2 separate regions of the Mus musculus genome follow, and region 2 is linked to region 1. Evidence: chromatin contacts called from public Hi-C data. All regions are on one chromosome and are shown on one strand. The core of a region is the stretch at or near the end of the contact, and the rest is flanking DNA. Distances in the headings are between cores, read along the strand shown. Region 1 overlaps Gm30735 (a long non-coding RNA gene). Region 2 has its middle 3.4 kb from the start of Gm24851.

Evidence for each region. Hi-C and Micro-C count contacts between places; a contact is called where the count stands out from the background.
Region 2: a contact with region 1 is called in a Hi-C map of cortical neurons, with 2.7 times the contacts expected there. The contact joins two enhancer-like sites. A contact is called at or near these places in 3 of 39 promoter capture datasets (embryonic stem cells, hippocampal neurons and pre-B cells), 1 of 15 datasets of contacts at CTCF or cohesin (pro-B cells), 9 of 484 Hi-C or Micro-C datasets (the AtT-20 cell line, cerebral cortex, cortical neurons and 4 more) and 2 of 9 other capture datasets (embryonic stem cells and liver).

The regions. Positions count from the first base shown.
Region 1 is chr3:53,733,675-53,738,435 of GRCm38.p6, reverse strand. Gm30735 (a long non-coding RNA gene) reads right to left here. Exons shown (of 5, transcript XR_867291.2): 5 at 670-4,761. Among named protein-coding and RNA genes, the nearest start is that of Gm30735, 33 kb to the right of the region's middle. Within about 2 kb of position 3,060, at least 9 of the 459 cell types and tissues checked have an H3K27ac peak or open chromatin away from gene starts, as enhancers often do. A contact at or near this core is called in cortical neurons, where this site is marked.
Region 2 is chr3:53,844,572-53,849,096 of GRCm38.p6, reverse strand. No RefSeq gene overlaps it. Among named protein-coding and RNA genes, the nearest start is that of Gm24851, 3.4 kb to the right of the region's middle. Within about 2 kb of position 2,581, at least 8 of the 459 cell types and tissues checked have an H3K27ac peak or open chromatin away from gene starts, as enhancers often do. A contact at or near this core is called in cortical neurons, where this site is marked.

The DNA of each region.
Region 1 (4,761 bases), core at 1,811-4,310:
TCTATAGTCTGTGGAATAAGTCTGGTGGTGGTCAGATTGGGGCCAACAAAGCCGCTCCATTGTGCCATCCAAAGCTGGGGTTTTAAGACAAGTATGGGTGTTTCCACTGTGGAACCTGGGAAACAAGGTGACCTGGGAAACATGAGGAAGGGGGGCAGGGTTGGGGAGAGGGGGTGGGGACTTGGAGGGACAGGGCTTGGAGGGGGGGTCCACAGGAGATCACAGACAGGTGCTCTCCTGAAAATGTCACCGTGAAATTCAGTATTCTTAGAAGAGATATGCATCTATCCACCCAATGCTCTCAGTATTAACGTCCTTGCTCAGGGTAGCCCCAGGCTGAATTTGGGTTCAGTGTGATTGTGATTGCTGGAACAGCCTCTGTGGCTGTTCCATATTGTAACTCAGAAGAAAATGAAAGAAAGACAAACGTGTGACCCCCCCCACCCGCCCCTTGACATGCAGCGTCCCTTTATTCGGTCTTCTGTGATGGCCTACTTGATAATCTTACCAATTTACCAGGCACTGATTAGTAAGCTAACATATGATAATTTTTATAGAGAGAAAAGACAGATTGACACACACACACAAAATGATTCTACCAAACTGGTTAACACTTCAGAAAAATACTGGTATTAATCTTTCTCAAGGAACACACACAATTTCAAATTATTTGATATTTAGGATTTTATAGTAATATCATTTTTCTGACTCCAAATAAAATGTGTTACTGAAAAACAGTAAATATGAAATATTAAATCAAGATCATTATAACATCATTAAAGAGCATACCAATAATTAATATTTTGTATTTTCGTATGTATACAGACAGTTGCATGTTTATACAAAGAACTGTACCAGGTATAAACATTGAAGGTAAACATAGATAAATATGTATGTATATCGGTGTCTGGATATATATAACACAGGCTCAAAGCATGAAACAACTCAGATATTTAGATTAGGCAAATGCAGACAGAGACACCAAGTCTGAGCTCTGGGGACTGAGTTGGATTAATGTGTTCTGGATAAGAGCTGTCTGTGTGCTACAGTCTTGGAGGCACTCAAAGCACAGCTGGACAATCGATTAGTTTTGTCTTTTCAAGGCTCAAAGTTCATAGGATCTTATCTTCCATCTCTGGTTTACACGAACACCCAAAAGAGCAAATAGATCCACGTGTTCATTCATTTAACATGTTATTCATAATTCTAGGATTTTCCTTAGAAGACATATTCCACCAGTGTGTTCTGGGATCTAAATAAGCATGCTTTTCTCAAAATAGTAGGCAGCTGGTCAGGAAAACGGTTGGGAGTTGAACCTTCCTCTCTGGTAATCAGTGAAGGGCCCATGGTCAAAGCCGAGACACGAGGGTGCTGTCTGTGACTCCTGTTGCTCTCAGCGATCACAAGTTCTTATCTCTACCCCGTACTCCGTCTCTGCCATGTGCTTTCTTTATATCTGTTTTCACTTCCCTTAAGTCTGTGCCTGTTAATTGTCCCTAATAGGAGTCTAATACCAAGTGATCACATAGAAGAATCAGGGGTTATGTGTGAGTTAGACAATTATCTCAGAGAGAGAGAGAGAGAGAGAGAGAGAGCGCTGCCCACCAGCATGACGCCATTAGCATTACTCTGAGAGGGAGAAATTGGAAATGTTTGTTTTTACACAATAGCTATGCACTGCTTTTCACATGGATGACAGTTCATATTAATCCACTCACAAAAAAAATGTGTTTTTAATTTACTGATGTTTCTCCTCTTTAAGATAATATAAGAATTTAGCAGTGCTGCAAAGGGTACCGTATGAGATAAATTTAAACAAAGTTAAGAGGAAATAGCTACCATCAAGAATTTGATTCATAGGTTGGTTTGTAATGTGTTTATCTGGAAGTCTTATTAGTAGGAAAAAAAAAAACAAACTCTGAAGTATTTCTCCAAGAAAGTCACTTACTAAAAATATATTAATATTATTTAATGTACTCATAAGAAGAGAGAATGCACGGAGGGAAGCCATCAGATCTGTGAAGCATTCAGCCTGTCCATCTAAGGGTCTGATTTCCTGGGAATAATAGTAAAATTACAGACAAGACATTGTTTTATGACTGAACAAGACGCCTCTAGGTTAGATATATATAAACCTCCTCAGAGCTTCCCAGGCTGCTGGTTGTGGGGTATGTTGTGAAACTAGGAGCCTTCGCAGCTACTTTGGAAGAATAGTAAGTAGACTTAGAAAGTGTGTTGCCCAGGCTGCTTATAGTTCCATGTCAGCTGAGGGGATGATTGTGTGTGTGTGACTTCTCTGTTCCCTTTGCCTGCACAAACCCGGAGCTAAACCCTCAAGCCCACACCTAATGACCCTGTCCTTATGGGAGGGAAATAATCAGACTTTTCCTTCCATGAACTTCAGGCTACCTCAGAGGTACCAGTGGCCAGAAGACCCCAGAGCGCAACACCCAAAGCTCTTCATCAAACCTGAATTCTGTAAGTTTTCCTGATAGATGAGACCATGTAAACGATATAGTATGTTATACATATGTGTATGTGTATATGTGTATGTATGTATGTGTGTGTGTGTATGTGTGTGTGTGTGTGTGTGTGTGTGTATACGTGTATGGGTACATGTATGTGTATGGGTATGGGTATGTGTATGTGTATGTGTATGTGTATGTGTATGTGTATGTGTATGTGTATATGTATATGTATATGTATATGTATATGCATATGCATATGCATATGCATATGCATGCCACATCCAGCCTGGTTTATCATTCCTTTATCTCTTTTAGTTTTTGCATTAAGGGCCCAGTGGTAACATCTTAACATTGATTGTCAGTGACATCAAAATCTCAGCTTTGGCTGTAGAAATCAATGTCTTTATTGCCTTTTTAGTTGGCTTTTATAAATATTTCACGAACTTTCATATAGCTAGGCTGCCTGCCATTTAAAAAAAAAAAAAAAGGTATTCATGATGTTAGCCTGGAATAGGTCTTTAAACCCATTCGTTAAGGTTCGAGTAGCAGGGAGAACAAAGAAGCCTCATTTCAATAAACCTGTAGCTCTGAATACTGAAGACATAGTGCCATCTGGTGGGAGAAAGGAATTCAGGGGGCAATGCTCCAGGAGAGAGAACTGGGGTGGGATGCCAGGCAAAGAGGAAAAATCATTTCCTAACCTCAGGTTCCAGTATGTGGGTGACAGTGATGGGGGTGTGGGGAGAGGTGGTGTAGGGGGCATCTCAGCGGCTGTCATGATGTCACCATAGAGAGAAAGTCACCTTTTTCACACCGATAGCCGTCCCCTTGTAACTCAACAGCTACCTGATAGGTGTCATTCAAAGTGCTGAGATCACCAGTTTAAATAGAGCAGATGAAGGGAATAGGGGACATAGCTCAGCAGTGAAGAGCACTCGCTGCTCTTCTGGAAGACACAAGTTCAGTTCCCTGAACACGGGATGGACAGCTCTATGGCTGTTACAGATGGACATCTGTAACTCTAACTCCTGGGGATCTGACCTCGTCATCGGAACCTTCTGGAATCATTGGAGATGCATTGTAAATAGGTATTCCAAGTTTGTAGTAATAAGTCTCCTATCGTCACTGTCTCTATTCCTTCTACCCTGACATGGTGACTCTTTTTGCAAGTATCCAATGATTCCCAAAGGTTCCTGGGATGGACACCATGTCTTTCTTTAATGTACCAGTCAGACTGCTAGTGCATGCTGGCATTGCATTTCACAAAGCTTACAAGAGTGCTCTCAGTTTCTCCTAACCATAAAAGGCAGGGAGGAATCCAGAATTACCTATTACCCATCAGGGCCCAGAATGTAATGGCAGTGACAACTGATTGAGCAAGCAGAGTTCAGACAAGGACACGGATGCCATTCTCCACTAGATCAGGATCCAAAAATGGACTCAGAAATATCAGTAACTCCAAAGATAATGTGTCCTACTACAGCCTCAGATGCAAATAGCGAAGCCCGAATAGGAGATGCGTCTTTCTCAACAGTGTGAGATTAACATTAGCCTGGGAATGCATCTGTATTTTCAGTCCTGGCTAGTCAACTTCAACACAACTTCATGTGTTTGTAACCAAAACCCAATTTAGTTAGCTAGGTTTCCACTAGTCAAGCAGCCAACTTTTGATCAATCATGGCTACCAGTCTGTCACCTCACCTAAGGATTAAGCAAAAGCTTTGTCCCGCCCGGGGGCCCAAACAAGGTACTGCAGAGCTGTGGCACTCAAACTCGTTCTCTACGGTACTCTGTGTCTAGGCTACAGGAACAGTTGTTCACAACTCTGGGCATGATTCTTCCTCTGGTTCGAGAGATTGCCAGCTTCTTCTGCTATCTGTGCTATAAGAACTGATTCTCGAGAACATTCATCCTGCACACCCGGGGGGAGAGGGGGCGGCGTGTGTGTGTTGTGTGTGTGTGTGTGTGTGTGTGTGTGTGTGTGTGTGTGTAAGTTGGCTTCCGACCTGCAGCCTTCTGTTGTGAGTACTAAGCATGAAGCAATTGCTCTAGGACATTCTTCTGTATTAGTCAGGGTTCTCTAGAGTCACAGAATTTATGGAATGAATCCATATATACCAATGGGCCGCTGAGAATGGAAAGTCCAAGCATCTGGTAGTTGCTCAGCCCCACAAGGCTGATTGTCTCGGCTGGTCTTCAGGATAAGCTGGGATCCTGAAGAAGTGGTCCCCAATGGATATGCTGGCAAAGGGAATGCAAGCAGGCAAAGAAAAGCAAACCCTTCCTTCTTCAT
Region 2 (4,525 bases), core at 1,332-3,831, 110 kb before region 1:
GATTAAAAAACCAAAACAAAACCTTTCAGACCATTGGATAGAGGGTTATTTTCTAAACTTGTTATAAAGTAACTTAAAATCCCTACAGTTGATAGTAAATTGAATAATGAGATTATAGATTAAAGACTTTATTTCTGGATTATTAAATAATCTTTATTTATTTGCTTGTTTGTTTTGGTATGGTCATCGCTCCTTCTATTCTGTATGAAGTATGAAGACTCCTAAAAATGGTGGTCACAGTGTGTTTCTTCCTGAGAGAACTACTATACACGAACACTAATACTTAATGGGCTTCTTGCAATGTGCCAAACTCTATGTTAGGTTTTCCATTCATATTTAATCATCAGAACAATCTCTGAGTTCCATACATTTTTGCCAAGTTTACACAGCTACTCAGCAGCAAAATCACACTCCGAGCTTGCATCGACACGGCACTTTGCACTCGTGGATCATCAGCCAGCTTTTCCCAGTGATACCCCCAGGAAGTTGCCTGTCCTGAGAATACAGAAAGCTCTTCCCTCCCTCCTTGTCACTCTCGTCCACAGATTTCTCCCTTACTTACTTCCTTGCCTTCGCCTACTCTGCGATACTGCCTGCCGCACACCGGAACCCATGAATACAGAGCGGGAAGTGAGAGGCTGTGATCGCTTGTGAGGTATCTTAGCTTCGTGCTTTTTATACGGAGCTGTAGCATTCAAATGAAACACTCCTCTGGACTGTTTTCCATACCATAAAGCACCCGGCAGAGGTGCAAGGACTCCACCCAACAAGTAACAGCCTCTTCATTACAAAACATCATAAGCACCCAAAATATCCTCCAAGGAGCAAACTGTAAGCCGGAAGAACCTTCTAGGGTATATAGAGGCTTCGTAGTAAATGAAAAGCTGAAGTAGCAGAGCCGATTTTAGGTCCATCTCCACTTGTTAAAGACATCTTAAAATAGAAGACATAACAAAAAAAAAAATCTGCCTCTAAAAGCTTTCTTTTGAGAAAATATGGGCAGAAAAAAAAGCTTGGGCAGAAAAAAAAAAAAAAAAGCCTTTATAAAATGAAGATCCAGCTTGCCTATCCAAATAATCACTATCTTCCTGTCTGGAGGTCCCAGGCACAAGGTAATTGCCTCTCAGTGCTACTTTGTTACCCGTGATCTGAATAAAGCACTCTCACAAGCCCCTTGGGAGCAGTCCCACCGGAGTCCTTCAGGGAGCCTCGCTCGGAACTGTAATTTGTTCCAGACACTCTGAGCAAATTACATTCTTCCTTGAGCTCTAAACTTGATAATTAGATGAGTTCATTTAAAGTTAAAAATACAGTGAAGTAGAACATTGTCCTTGTGCCAGGTGTCAACCTGGGGTGGGGACAGAATGGAGGGAGACCTCAAAGACCAAACTCAAGGTTTTGGTGCAAGCTTTGCTCTTGTGTTGGATGGGGTGTAGGTGTCAAGCTCATGTCAGTCTTGCATCTTTACCCACTGAGATGTCTCTCAGGACCAGCAACAAATACTCCTCAGTGTTCTGCTTGCTGGTAAGTCCACAACCCATCCAGATTCTAGCAGATTACATTCTGGAAGGTTCTGCGGTTTGCTGTGAGTGTCCTTCTGTGGCAGAAAGCCGAGGGGTTGAAGGGTTGAAATGTTGGTCTAATCCTCATGACTCGGCCTTGCAAGGGGTGCCATCATAGTCCTACACTACTATACCCCGCTGTGTAGCCTATTTTACCAAGGTAATAACTTCAGGTACCAGATTTCCGCCCTTTTCATTTATCCATCAAAGACATGGTTTTGCTTTGTTTAACACTACTACACTCCAGAAAATGTGGAAGAGGCACTAACATTCAAACGATAATCATAGTGGTTGTCCAAAGTAGGCCATTCATATCCCTGCTATGGTTCTCTGCAGTCTACACTGCCCACCTCCTAACGTGCAAGCATCCCCCCATCTGAATGACTAGTGAGGGAACGGGCTGCCAGCTAAGCCCATACTCTGTATTCTCAAACACAGTGGCACCATCCTTCACAGATAAGTGCTGGGCAAAGATGCAGCTGCCTTTGTTATTTGTGTCATGTAACCCCTATCGGTACTTTATGTGTGTATGAAAGGAAAAAAAAAATCTGACCTTAAAGAGCAGACAGTGTTAGAAAAGAAGTGTCTGTGCTTCTGTCTAGTGTACGTGTTTTTTAAACTTCAGAACATTAAATGAATATTTTATTTTTAACTTTCTGTTCTTACTTTGATTTAACGAAGACACTTCCAGTTTTCATTTAGTTTGAAACGAGCATTTGTTTTCATTGTTTCTGATCTGCCTGCTGGCTCAGTCCTTGTTTCACTGTCTTGGATAAACCAAACAAGCCACTGGAATGTGGGATGGTTAGCTAACAGCTGAGCCTGGCCTGCATGTCTGTCTTAGTAAGGATTTTACTGTTGTGAATAGACACCATGACCAAGGTAACTCTTATAAAGGACATTTTAATTGGGGCTGGCTTACATATTCAGAGGTTCTGTTCAAGGTGGGAGCAAGGCAGCATCCAGGCAAGCATGATGCAAAGGGAGCTGAAAGTTCTACATCTCAATCTGAAGGCTGCTAGGAGAAGACGGGCTTCCAGGTAGCTAGGATGAGAGTCTTAAAGGTCACGCTCACTGTGACACATTCAACAAGTCCACACCTACTCCCAAAGGGTCACACCTCCAAATGGCACCACTCCCTGGGCGAAGCATATTCAAACCATCACAGTGTCTATGCATTAGCCTGGCAGGAGGCCAAACAAACAGAACACAGATTTCAGATGCTATGTATGGGCAATGTGACAGCTCCAGCAGGCCAGCACGGCCCTCTGCCTCCATCTTCTGCCAAGCAGCCTCTTTTGGAGACAGGAGAAAAGAATGCTAGAGCAGAGGGCATGTGTACATGTGTGTTCTATGTGTTCAGAGTATGCAAAGATGAACAAGAAATTCAGTGACATCACGGATCTCCTCACCTCCTCAGAGGAGCCACAGAGCAGGTAAATGTCTTATGCTTGGCACAGTTGCATTGATTAGCTATTGATTTTCATGTTTCCCTTGGTGCACTGTGTGTGGCCAGGGCACATGGTTTCCATCCAGTGCCATGCTTGCACCCAGGAACAGGCACAGTATCTTGAACTGTGTGTGGTCATATCAATCCCAAACATTTCTTTTCTTTTCTCTTCTTTTCTTTTCTTTTTTCTTTGTTTGTTTATTTGTTTGTTGTTGTTGTTGTTTTCGAGACAGGATTTCTCTGTGTATCCATGGCTGTCCTGGAACTCACTCTGTAGACCAGGCTGGCCTTAAATTCAGAAATCCACCTGCCTCTGCCTCCCAAGTGCTGGGATTAAAAGATGTGCGCCACCACTGCCCAGCAATCCCAAACTTTTAAAGATTTATTTTTTATCTGTATGTGTGTTTCTCTGCCTGGGCTTGGTTGAACATGTGTATGCATTGCACACAGAGCCAGAAGGCATCAGGTTCCCTGGAACTGGACTTACAGATGGTTGTGAACCTCTATGTGGGTGCTGGGAAGTGAGCCTCCATCCTCTGCAAAAGCAGCCAGTGCTCTAACCTCTGAGCCATCTCTCCAGCGCTCAGTACTAATTTATAACATTAATTTTGAGCTATCATTCTCATCTTATTTTGCTCAAATTAGGTGGAAATGTTTTTTTTTAATATGGGTAGTTACAGTGTTAGCAACACTCTTGCAATTTAATGAGAAAAGGAGACCACTTTATTGATGAATATTTATATCAATGGAATTTGGATGGCTAACATATTCAAGCCCAAAAGAAATGGAAAAAAACATATATATGTATATATATATATATATATATATATATAGAGAGAGAGAGAGAGAGAGAGAGAGAGCAAGAGAGAGAGAGAGAGAAACTAGAATACTAAATCACCAGAGACAAAATAATTCAATGAGGAACCATCCTTCATCCAACCGACAGTGAAGAAAATTAGAAGATAATGCTGACAGTTGAAAAAAGGTGTGTACTTGGTACTTCCCTTACAGGACAGAGATGGCTAACGTGACATACTACCTCACCATGGCTGCTAAGCTGTGTTATGTAAAATCAGATGTTCTTTCAGCCAGCAGCTCCAGTGGGGGTTCATGCCCACTGGAAGTGGTCAGAGATGTCTAAACTGAAATTGTAGTGTTATTTCCAAAACCAGAAGAAAATCAATATGGGCTAACATAAATGTTTGACAGGAGAAATTCAGTTCTCTAAGTATAGTAGAGAAAAGATAACCATACTGAATAATATCCATAATGTGATGTTAAATTAAATTAAAATAGAATATAAGGTGGCATATTTAATATTTAGCTTATTTTGTTAATGCGTATTACTTTTAAATATTTACCAACTGGATGAGCTTTATTTTTTATATTCAAGTTAAATTGAGTATAACTCATCTGTATGTGTTTGACCTTTAGTTTTAAAAGAGTTGCTGATATCAAATATTCAAACTCAGAATTAAAAAAAGGTCATGGGGAATATATTAAGATTTCAGAG